Regions from separate parts of the Sus scrofa genome. Here region 2 is linked to region 1. A link is a contact called in public HiChIP or PLAC-seq data. All regions are on one chromosome and are shown on one strand. Each heading gives the region's core, a stretch centred on a gene start, on an enhancer-like site or on the middle of the called end of the contact. The rest is flanking DNA. Distances are from core to core; before and after follow the strand shown.

Region 1 (5,209 bases), core at 1,506-4,005:
CGTGGCTCAGCAGAAATGAATCTGACTAGCATCCATGAAGACACAGGTTTGATCCCTGGCTTTGCTCATGGGTTAAGGATCCTATGCTGCCGTGAGCTGTGGTGTAGTTTGCAGATGCGGCTTGGACCCGCATTGGTGTGGCTGTGGCGTAGGCCAGTGACTACAGCTCCGATTCAACCCCTGACTTGGGAACCTCCATATGCCTGAGTGTGGCCCTAAAAGGCAAAGAAAAAAACAAAAAACAAAAACCACCACCACCACAAAGAAAAAAAACCAAGGAGCAAGGCCCAGTGGCAGTAGAACTGAAGGAAATCCAGTGTGGCCAGAGCCTAGAGAGAATTGTAGAAAACTGTGCGCAGAGGCTGCAGCAGGATCGGCACTCTGTAGGCTAATGGATTGGTCTCTAGCTCTCTGCTGAGTGACTGCAGCATCCCTACAACAAAGATGGGCAAGCTACCTGCCCAAGCTCCCCAGGCAAGGCCCAGGTGTCCTCTGGGCTCCCCGTTTTCCAGCTTGCCCCGCTGCCTCTCCAGTACCTTTGGGAGAGAGGATGCCGGATGTGAGACATTCATCAGAAAGCACCATCACTGCTGGATCCTTAAATTGAGATGCTGCACTTGGTAGGGAATCCTTTCCTATAAGAAGGGGGAAAGAGGAGGGCCAGGAGCCCCAGAAGGGGGCAGACTGAAGGAAGAATCCCTCCAGTTTTCGCCTCACCTGTGCCACTCCCACCCACCCACCACATTCCCCTCACCCAGTCCTTTGCCCTCATTCTCTAGGTTTCAATGTCTCTTCCAAGTTTAACTTAAACCCAGCTTGCAGCCAGATATTTGGCACCTGCGTGAGATCTGTTCTGAGCCCTGAGGATGACTAGATTTAGCAAATCAATAGGATACCCAGATAAATTTGAATTCAGACAAACAACAATAATTTTTTGCCTAAATGTGCCCAAATATTACAATGCTAGCCCTGAGCAGAGGGGTTGGGGCATCGCAAACTGGCTCTAGGCAACTGAACGAGGTTATCCTAAAGCTAATGTTAATAACAGCTGCCAACTCTGGCCCAGGCTGCCTCTGGTTTAGCCCTCATCAGGGAGGTAATAGAGTGAACAAGAGAATGAACTCTGGGCCCGGTCTGCCAGGACTGTCTTTCAGCTCTGCCATTTTCCAGTTGTGCGACCTTGGGGGGACCCAGAAAATGAGATGCTTAACTCTCTCTACTCATTTCCTCATCTGTACACTGGAGATAGTAGTAGTACCTACCTCATAAGGTGGTTGTGAAGATTGAGTTGCAGGTAAAGTGCTTAGAACATCCTGGTCCACAGTAAGTACTATGTTAATGTTAGCTATAATTATTTATCTAATCACACTAGACTGAATGTAAACTCCATGAGAAGAGGGACTTTCTTTTGTTCATTGCTATATCCACAGCATCTATTTTTTATTTTTATTTTTGTCTTTTCTAGGGCCGCACCCACGGCATATGGAGGTTCCCAGGCTAGGGGCCTAATCGGAGCTGTAGCCACCAGCCTAAGCCAGAACCACAGCAACGTGGGGTCTGAGCCGTGTCTGCAAGCTACACCACAGCTCATGGCAACGTGGGATCCTTAACCCACTGAGCAAGGCCAGGATTGAACCCACAACATCATGGTTCCTTGTCGGTTTTGTTAACCACTGTGCCACCATGGGAACTCCATGGGAGCATCTTAATTTAGGAGAAATTCTCAAGCACTTTGATTTTTAAAAATCCTAATCTGTTCCCACCTGCTGCGTGACCCTGGGTAACTCATACCTTTCGGAGACTGTTTTATGATGTGTAAACTAGGTGGTGGTGAGGATCCAAGGAAATCACACATTGGTGAAACCTGGTTGAAAGAAGGCTTCTGTGAAACAGTCCTGCTTTAGAACAGCTTTTGTAAATGGCCATTCTTCCTCGCCCATGAAAAAAAACAAGCCCATCTCTCCAAGCCCCCACGTGTGAATAAATCTCAGCAAGCCTGGACCCCTAGCACCTCTTTCGGTGGAGGCTGAATCTCTCCAGGGAGACTCTCTCTCCCGGCCTTTTACTCCAAGGGCAGTCCAGTGTCAGTCAATCCTGGGAGCATGGTACCCACTCTCCTTAGAGGAGGCACAAGCCCAAATCAGCCAGAAGCTGGTCCTGCTTCTGGAGAAATTCTGTGTATTAAGACATCACTCTGGGTTCTGATGATGGGGAAACCTTACCTGGGGTTGGGGCGCTGGGATCCCCAGGGGATCTCAGTGTCGGCTTCCGTAAGGGGGATTGTCCTAGGGCCTCCTAATGAGGGCAGTAGGGCCCAGGCTCCTTTCCAGCCTCCGCCTGGGTCAGGGCCAGGTCATTTAGTGTGTCTGTGTGTGGGGGGAGGGGTTGGGAGGAGACGGGAACAGGGCAAACAGGGCGGCTGGAGGGAAAAGGAGCAATTCAAAACGAGCTGAGTCGAGGAGATTGGTGGCCCTGGAGAGGTCAGCGCGGAGGAAACCAGGTCTGAGAGGGAGAAGTCAAGCGGACCTCTCCCGGGCGGAGCAGAAGACCGACCCCGGGCTGGCGGTGGAGGCGGGGCCAGCACTCCCCTAGCAGAGGGGGCGGGGGGTCTGCGCTGGGAATGCCGCGCCGCGGGGGCTGGGGCGTGGCTTTACTGGCTCCGCCCCCGCGCAGGTAGCCAATGGGCGCGGCGGCGCCGGGTGACGGAGGGAGCCGAAGTGCGAGTGCCGCGGCGGCGGCTGTGGTGGACGGCCCAGCCTGAGTGCCGGGGTCTCTGCTGGGGCGAGGGGGCACGAGGGCTCAGAGCCGGGGACCCTGGTACCCGAGAGGCGGCGCAGCCGGCGCCGCCGGTGGAGCTCCGGCGGCCTGGCGGCGGCGCGATGCCTCTCGCTCAGCTCAAGGAGCCCTGGCCGCTCATGGAGCTGGTGCCGCTGGACCCGGAGGTGAGTGAGCTGGGCGGGAGAAGGGCGCTGGCGGCCGGCGAGCCCGGGTCCCTACAGGGGCGGGGCGGCCCGCGGCGCCGCCGGAGCCTGGCGGGCGCCTGCGAGGACGCGAGTGCCCTCCGATCTCTTGGCCCCTCTCCGGCTCCACCCCCTTATGTCCTGGGTGTGTGTGAGCGAGGGACAGTTCCGCCAAGTGCCGAGAAATCCCTTAGCGTGGAGAGGGGATCCCGCGGTGCGCTGAGATCTGGCCTCCCCTTACCTCTCCCTACACCTAGGACCTGTACCGGGAGGTGTGGGAGTTTCCTTCATTAGCCCAGGCGGCCAGCTCCGGGCTGCCAGATGTCTCGGATTCTACAAGAGACAAGGGTCGTAGGACCCCCCACTTCTCCTTGACATCGCGCATCGCCCTACCGGAAGATCTCCCAGCTTTTCCGCTGCTGACCCTAGAAGGATTGCCCCTTTGACCCTGGCAGTTGTGGAATTTGGGGTGACACGGCCCGTCTGGGGCAGAAACTCTTGGTTTTCTTTGCCCCAGGCTAGGGTCAGAGAACACCTGTGTCCCCTGCCCCGGGCTGTAGAGAAGAGAATGGGGAAAAGCCCTTAGTCCTTGTGACGACTATTCCTGGAGAGGGGGAGGACCTTGGTGGCTGCCGCTGCTTCTTGTCCCCCCCCCCCCAATAAGAAGGGTTGGGCCCCTGAGGAGTTTGGCCTCTGCCTGCCTAGCCTCTTCCAGAAGCAACTCCTTCCTGCCCTCTGAGGATTCTGAGATGATAGGCTCCAAACTTGCAAAAGGCCAGCTCTTCCTGTGCTCTTTGACCTCCAGGGTCAAGGTCAAGCCCCTGAACCAGCAGGTGGAGAAAACTTTCTCCTCAGCCTCATTCTGGGAAGTAGGTAGGTGATACTGCCTTTCCAGAGGAGATATGGGGATATGCGGAGGGGAGGGGGTATGGGGACCTCAGTGAGCCTGGGAGCCAAGGTGCTTTTCCCCTGGCTTCAGCTCATAGCCCCTGCTGAGTACACCTCCTTGGTACTTACCTGAGGCAACCACCAAGTGCCTTGCCTCTCAGGGCCACAGATTGAGATCAGAGTGAGGACCCCTGGTGTGCTGCCCCTTTAAAGGGATGGTCACTGCTGACACTGGCTATTGGAGGGTGGGCGCGGCAGGATTAGGTAACCAACCTGAAGGCCCAATTTGGAGTAAATTGCTCTGGGATCCCTGCCATAGGGTTTTTACAGGCCCTGCTCAGCTCAGAGGTTCTCTCGCTGACTCACCCTCTGAGGTGAGGAACACTGCCCTCTGCAGCCCCTATCCACACTGCACCAACCCCCGCCCCCCGACTGGGGCACAAGGGGCTGGGGGGGTTGCTCTGAGGTGGATTCCTTTGCCCTGGCACGCTCCTGCGACCTAGATCTCTCAGAGGAAGGTAGACTGGGAGAGGCCGGGGGGGACCTCAGCTGAGAACATACCGTGTGTTACACTAGCAGGGGAGGCGGACACTCAGGAGCTCAATTCCCAGTCCAGGGCACTACTTCCTGCTTCCCTTTGGGGAATCCTGAGGCAGGGGCCAGGTTTAAACAGGAAACTCAACTCAGTTTTAGCACTACTGCACCCAAACTCTGAGAGGGAAAAACTGGCTTATTTCCTAGGGTTGGAGGGGCTGTGTTTTCTCCAGGAGCTTCTTGGCACTACCTTGGGAATGCTGTGCGACCCTCAGTCAGTCCTTAGCCTCTCTGGGCCACTATTGCTCCAGTGGCCAAGGCTGGGTTCTGGTCTCTACTTTCTGGCTCTGAGAGGGTGCAGAGCCCTGGGTTCTGCTGCCCATTCTCCTCCTCCCCACTCCATGGAGGTGCCAGGTGACAGGGTGTTATTGTTTGGGTAACAGGAGCCATGGGGCAGCCAGGGCGCGGAGTGGGCTGTTCTCACTGGAGAACAGGGCCTCGCTGTTCTTAGCCCAGGTGACATGTAAGTGATATAGCAGCCTGACCTGCAGGTACAGGCGTTGCCGCTGGCTCCTGGCTGGGAAGGAGGCAGGCCAGGGGCTGGCGGGGGCATTTGGCAGAGGCCTGGGACACGGACCGCCCTGCCTTCCCCATGACGCTGCTGAAAATGGGCTGCTGGTGAGGCAGGGCCTTGTCCAGGGTGTGGCCCAGGTGGAGTAAACCCCCTGGAAGTGTGGGTGAGGATTCTGCCTGGTCCTTCGCTGGCCCTGCTGAAAGCCATAACCTTGGCCCCAGGCCCAGCCTCACTGTGTACAGAGCTGCACTAT
Region 2 (5,209 bases), core at 805-3,304, 250 kb after region 1:
TGCCACAATGGGAACTCCTTTGCTTTTTAATTGACAGAGGAGACTTGGGCATGTGTTTGTAGTCTCAGTGAACAGGAAGAGAGATAGGATATGAGTGGAGGGTTGGCTATGGACAGAAAGAGGGCTACATCTTTAAGATGAAAGGAAAGAATAGATACAAATAGACAAATCATGAGATAGGAGGGAAGCTGACAATCAAGCAAGATAGTTTTGGTTTCTATAAAGTGACAAGGAGCAAGAGAAGGTTTAGGATTAGAAGAAGACCTAGTTGAGGTGGGACAGGAATCTGCACTTGAACCAGTATGTCCATGACTTTGTTTCATGCCCAAGGAGCAAGAGGGGAAGAAGCCAAACAACATGGTTCATTCCAAGATTGGGCTTATCAAATCCAGAACCTTTAGCACCAAGGGCATGGTTGAGTGGCCTTTGGCGTGTATAACAAGTAGTGATCTCCCTTTTTTTTTTTTTTTTTTTGTCTTTTTGCATTTTCTAGGGCAGCTCCCACAGCATATGGAGGTTCCCAGGCTAGGGGTTAATTGGAGCTGTAGCCGCCGGCCTACACCAGAGCCACAGCAACACGGGATCTGAGCCACGTCTGCGACCTACATCACAGCTCACCACAACGCCAGATCCTTAACCCACTGAGCAAGGCCAGGGATTGAACATGCAACCTCATGGTTCCTAGTCGGATTCGTTAACCACTGAGCCACAACGGGAACTCCCAACAATGAGCGATCCTTGAGGTCACTGTTACTGCCTTTCTACCCCTCCACATCCCGTATTCCAACTTCCTCTCTTATTCTCTCCTATTCCAGTCTCCAACTCTCTCTGCCTATACGTTTCTTTAGGTTTTCTAGTAACCCCAGTGTGGCGGACAGACCCTAAGGTGAGCCTCAGTGATTCCTGCCTCCCGGTATTCACTCATTCGTGTGATCCTCTCCTCTTAAGCTCAAGTGGGGCTTGTGACTTGCTTCTAACCTGTAGAATATGGTGAGAACGCTGGGCTGTCACTCCCGTTACATAGGTAAGTTAGGTTATATAAAATTGGGTGTTAGCAGACTGGAGCTAGAGCCTCTCCTCGTGGGCTTGGCGAAGTAACTGGCCATACTGGCAAAAACCGCAGGGCAAGGAACTGTGTGACCTCAAGGAACCGCAAGTGGCCGCTGGGACCTCAGAGAGGCCTCTAGCTGACAGCCAGCAAAAATCCCAGCCCTCAGTCAGAAGTCACAAGGAAATAGTTTTCTGCCAACAAAACCTGAGCGGGTTTGCAGGTGTTCTCTTCTCCAGCTGGGTCTCCAGAGGGGCATGAGCCTTGCTGACACCTTGACTGCAGCCTTCTGAGACTGAGGAAAGGACTCAGCTAAGCTGTGCTGCAGCTTCTGACCTGGAAACTGTGAGATACAAAACCTGGTGTTTTAAACCACTAAATTTGTGGTACTTTGTTACCCACCAATAGAAAACTAATACACTCGGAATTCTTGAAGAACCACTTGGGCCCTGTGGTATCAACCCTGCATTAGGTGATAGGAAAGCTGGACCGCAGAGCTGGGCGAGGGAGGACAGAGGACGTGCCGTACTTCCTCCTTTGGCACGTTGAACTTCAAGACCGTAGTGAACAAGCCGCTCGCTTTCAAAGCGGATTGTGTCCCCTTCTGCCCCCCTGCCTGCCTCTCAAATGCCTGTCCAGCAAGTCATCAGAGATGGGTAAAGCCTGACCCTGGAAATACAGATGCCCAGAAGTAGATCACGAAATCCACCTCTTGAATCTCGGCGCTTGGCACGGTGCCTGGCACACAGGGGACGCCCGACAAAGGGTTTAATCGCAAAAGAAGAGAAAGAGTCCCGAACGCGCCTCTGCTGCGCCATCCTTGTGCAGCAGGCATCGGGCGGCAGGGTATTGGCCAGGGCCCTGGGTCAGGACCGGGCCGCTGGCCCGTGCGCCATCCCGGCCCCGGGCGGAGGGGGCGCTGCGGCGGGAGGCCGCGCGGGGCGGGGCAGGGCGGCCGTGGGGCCGCCCCCTGCGAGCGAGCGCCGCGCGCGCCGCCGCCGCCGCCGCCGCCGCCGCCACCGCCTCCTCTGCTCGGCCCCGGTCCCGGTGCGGCCCGGCCGGCCCGCGGGGCGCGGAGCCGAGGTCCGCGGCTGGCCGCATGAAGGACTGTGAGTACCAGCAGATCAGCCCCGGGGCCGCTCCGCCGCCCGCCTCCCCCGGGGCGCGGCGCCCCGGCCCCGCCGCGCCCCCCGGCCCGGGCCCCGGGCCCCCGCCGCCCGCCGCCGCCGCGCCGCGCTGGAGCGGCAGTGGCAGCGGCAGTGGCAGCGGCAGCATCGGCCGCCGCCCGCGGCGCAAGTGGGAGGTGTTCCCGGGCCGCAACCGCTTCTACTGCGGCGGCCGCCTCATGCTCGCCGGCCACGGCGGCGTCTTCGCCCTCACGCTGCTGCTCATCCTCACCACCACCGTCCTCTTCTTCGTCTTCGAGTGAGTTTGGCGGCGCCCCGCGTCCCCGCCCCCTGAGGCGCCCCATTCCCTCCGGTCCCCTTTGACCCCTGGGGCGCACCCCCCTTGCTCAGGCCTCTCTGGGCGCTCCAGCCCCTTTGGTCCCCTGCTGGGCTCTCCCACCTCCCGGGGCACTCTGCCCTTCCCAGCACCTGCCAGGCTCCTCCCGGGCCGCATCCTCCCTGTGCTTCTCAGAATCTGCCCTCAGGCCTCTCCAATCTCCTTATCTTCTGTCTGTCCTTCCGGGTCCCCTCCAGCCCTCCCAGACTGGTCATCCTCCCATGCTAGTTTGGATCGCCATCTAAGCTGGTCCTCCGGCCCCTCCCTAGCACCCCCATCCTTCCCTGGCACTCTGCCTTTGCTGGCCTCTGCCAGGAACATGGCCCTCCCATGTGCCTCGAGGCCCCCATCCTCTCTGCCCTCTCAGAGCCTGCACCAGGCCCCCCAGCTCCTTGGATGGATCCCCTCTCCTCACCTATCCCCTTGCCTGCCTTCTAGTTTCTTTCGGACCCCGTGGGGCATCTTTTCTTTATATCCCTTCCAGACAGTTTTTGAATTTCTTCCTTATCCTTTGGCCATATTCTCCCCTTTGAAATTTCAAGGCCATCTTCCAGGATCCCTCCAAGGTCCCTCTAGGTCCCCTCTCCACTCTCAGCACTGCCCCCCCACCCCTGTTTTCCCCTTGGCCATTCTCTCTCTAGGCCCTCAAACATCTTTGGGCCACTCAGGCCTCCCCTTTCCTCTCCAGCACCTTCCTTATTTTTTGTTCCAGAGCTTCCTGTCCTTACCCCTGCCTCCCCCAGTCCCCCCAGACATCTCCCAGGCCCCTGCCCCCCACCTCCTGACTCCTGGCTTCCTTTCCCTTCCCAGTGCTCCGGAGCACCCTCTGTCCTGTTCACGGCAGGAACAGCTGCAGTGCCTTGCTATTTTTCAAGAGGCGAGAATATTTTCATGTGACAGGTCATATTTGTCCCCATGGGTTCTTGACCTCTTTATAACCCCAGGGACCCAAGATTGGCCCACACAGTATTCTCCATGTCATGGATGGAGGGGGGGATGCTTGTCGCTTTACCAGGATCACATGTTGGTATGCAGAGTTTTCCACTCTACCCTTGGTTGCTAGCTTGAGCCACCTGTGTCCTGATTCCTTGCCCACCCACCCCATACTACATGAACCCCACTTTCCCCTCCTAGTTCTACCCATCCTCTGTGGTCTTAGTTATACAGGTGGCTAAGAACTCCATCTCTGCAGCTAACAAAGCTGGTTAAATCTCGGGCCCATCATGCACTCAGTGTGTGACTTCGGGGCAGTCACTTCACTTCTCAGATCCCAGCTTCCTCATCTATAAGATGGGGTTTATAATAGTACCCACCCCCTCAGGTTGTCACACGGGTAATGTGAAGTCATGTACCTAAGTTTTTATCTGGTAATAAGCATAGCGGGAGCTATTACTTGTCATCACCAAAAAACCCTTCCCAAGGGCCATGATAAGGCTGCCACAGAGACACTGGTACCTTTTCCAGTGGCCAGATCATATATCTGCATCCTTGGGTTTCCCCTTGAAGCAAGGTGAGGACTTCCTACAAATTAGCTTCTCCCTTTCACCTTTCCTTTCTGACTCAGGGTGGATAGAAAGTTCCAGGATAATTTAACAAGCAGAAGCTCCGGAGAGCCCCGGGCCTCCAGCATGACCCTTGGGCTGAGTTTCAGATCCACCTTGCTGGCCCAGCCCATGTGGCTGCTTTGAAAGTGTTTTTTCCAGCATCCCTCCGGCTCCCCCTGGTCCTCCCAGCCAGGGCTGCAGCCAAGGCAAGAGGAAGTGGTGCTTACTGGGGTTGGTCCCTGTGACCCTGCAGTGTGGGATTCGGGCAGTTCAGCAGCAGGGCCTTCTCTGGGCTGAGGGGATATCTTCAATAGAGACAGATTTGTCTCTAGAGAGGAGGAAGCGAGGACGTCTGGGTTCCTGGAGAGCTCGTGAATCATCTGGTCCTTGTCTCTGCTCCTCCTCACTTGGGGTGGTGGTGTGGGCAGGAGGATTTGGGTTGGGGCTGTACTGGGGTGAAAGCTCAGTGGGTACCTGGCGTATGGGACGCTGTTGATGAGGGCATTGGAGGGCGACAGGAGCTCTGGGGCCTCTGCTGCCGAGCGTGGTTTTCCCCGCTGCTGGGTTGGGTGCATTGTCGCGCAGGCCTCCCAACAGGGCTCCCAGATTCTGCCCTCTGCCCCACCCCCCCACAGCAGCCGGCATGTCCCTTTCATTTCAGGTCAGATCCAAATATTCCCTGGCTCTCCGGATAAGAGCCACAGCCCTGGTGGTGGCCTCGTCTCTGTCCCCATCTCCTCCCAGTGCTCCCATGCTTTCCCTCCCAGGCACATTGGCTTCCTCACACCCTCCTACCTCAGGGCCTTTGCACTGTTTGGGAACATCCTTCCTTCAGACAGCCTCATGGCTGACTCCCTCACTTTCTCTCGTCCTTCCCAGACCATCCCTTTAACCTAGGAAACTGCCCCTCTCCCCTGACCTACTCACCAAAGCACTTGCCAACACCTGACATAGCAAGGCTTTTTGTTAGCTTCTTGCCTGTCCCTCTCCATGAGAACAGTTTTCCCTGTTGTATCCTCTGTGCCTAGAACACGGCCTGGTATGTAGTAGGCACTTGACACAGTAAATACATAATCATACAATATAGCAAGTACCTTCGCTTGTTGGACAATGG

What was found. HiChIP or PLAC-seq counts read pairs in DNA pulled down with a chosen protein or histone mark.
Region 2: a contact with region 1 is called in an H3K27ac HiChIP or PLAC-seq map of alveolar macrophages. The contact joins the promoter of ZDHHC18 here to the promoter of RPS6KA1 in region 1. A contact is called at or near these places in 1 of 5 promoter capture datasets (liver), 1 of 47 Hi-C or Micro-C datasets (liver) and 1 of 2 datasets of contacts at active chromatin or transcription factors (alveolar macrophages).

Annotation. Positions count from the first base shown.
Region 1 is chr6:83,902,369-83,907,577 of Sscrofa11.1, forward strand. It overlaps RPS6KA1 (ribosomal protein S6 kinase A1), which reads left to right and starts at 2,756. Exons shown (of 22, transcript NM_001243214.1): 1 at 2,756-2,942. The coding sequence starts at 2,880.
Region 2 is chr6:84,151,800-84,157,008 of Sscrofa11.1, forward strand. It overlaps ZDHHC18 (palmitoyltransferase ZDHHC18), which reads left to right and starts at 2,055. Exons shown (of 9, transcript XM_013988799.2): 1 at 2,055-2,473. The coding sequence starts at 2,148.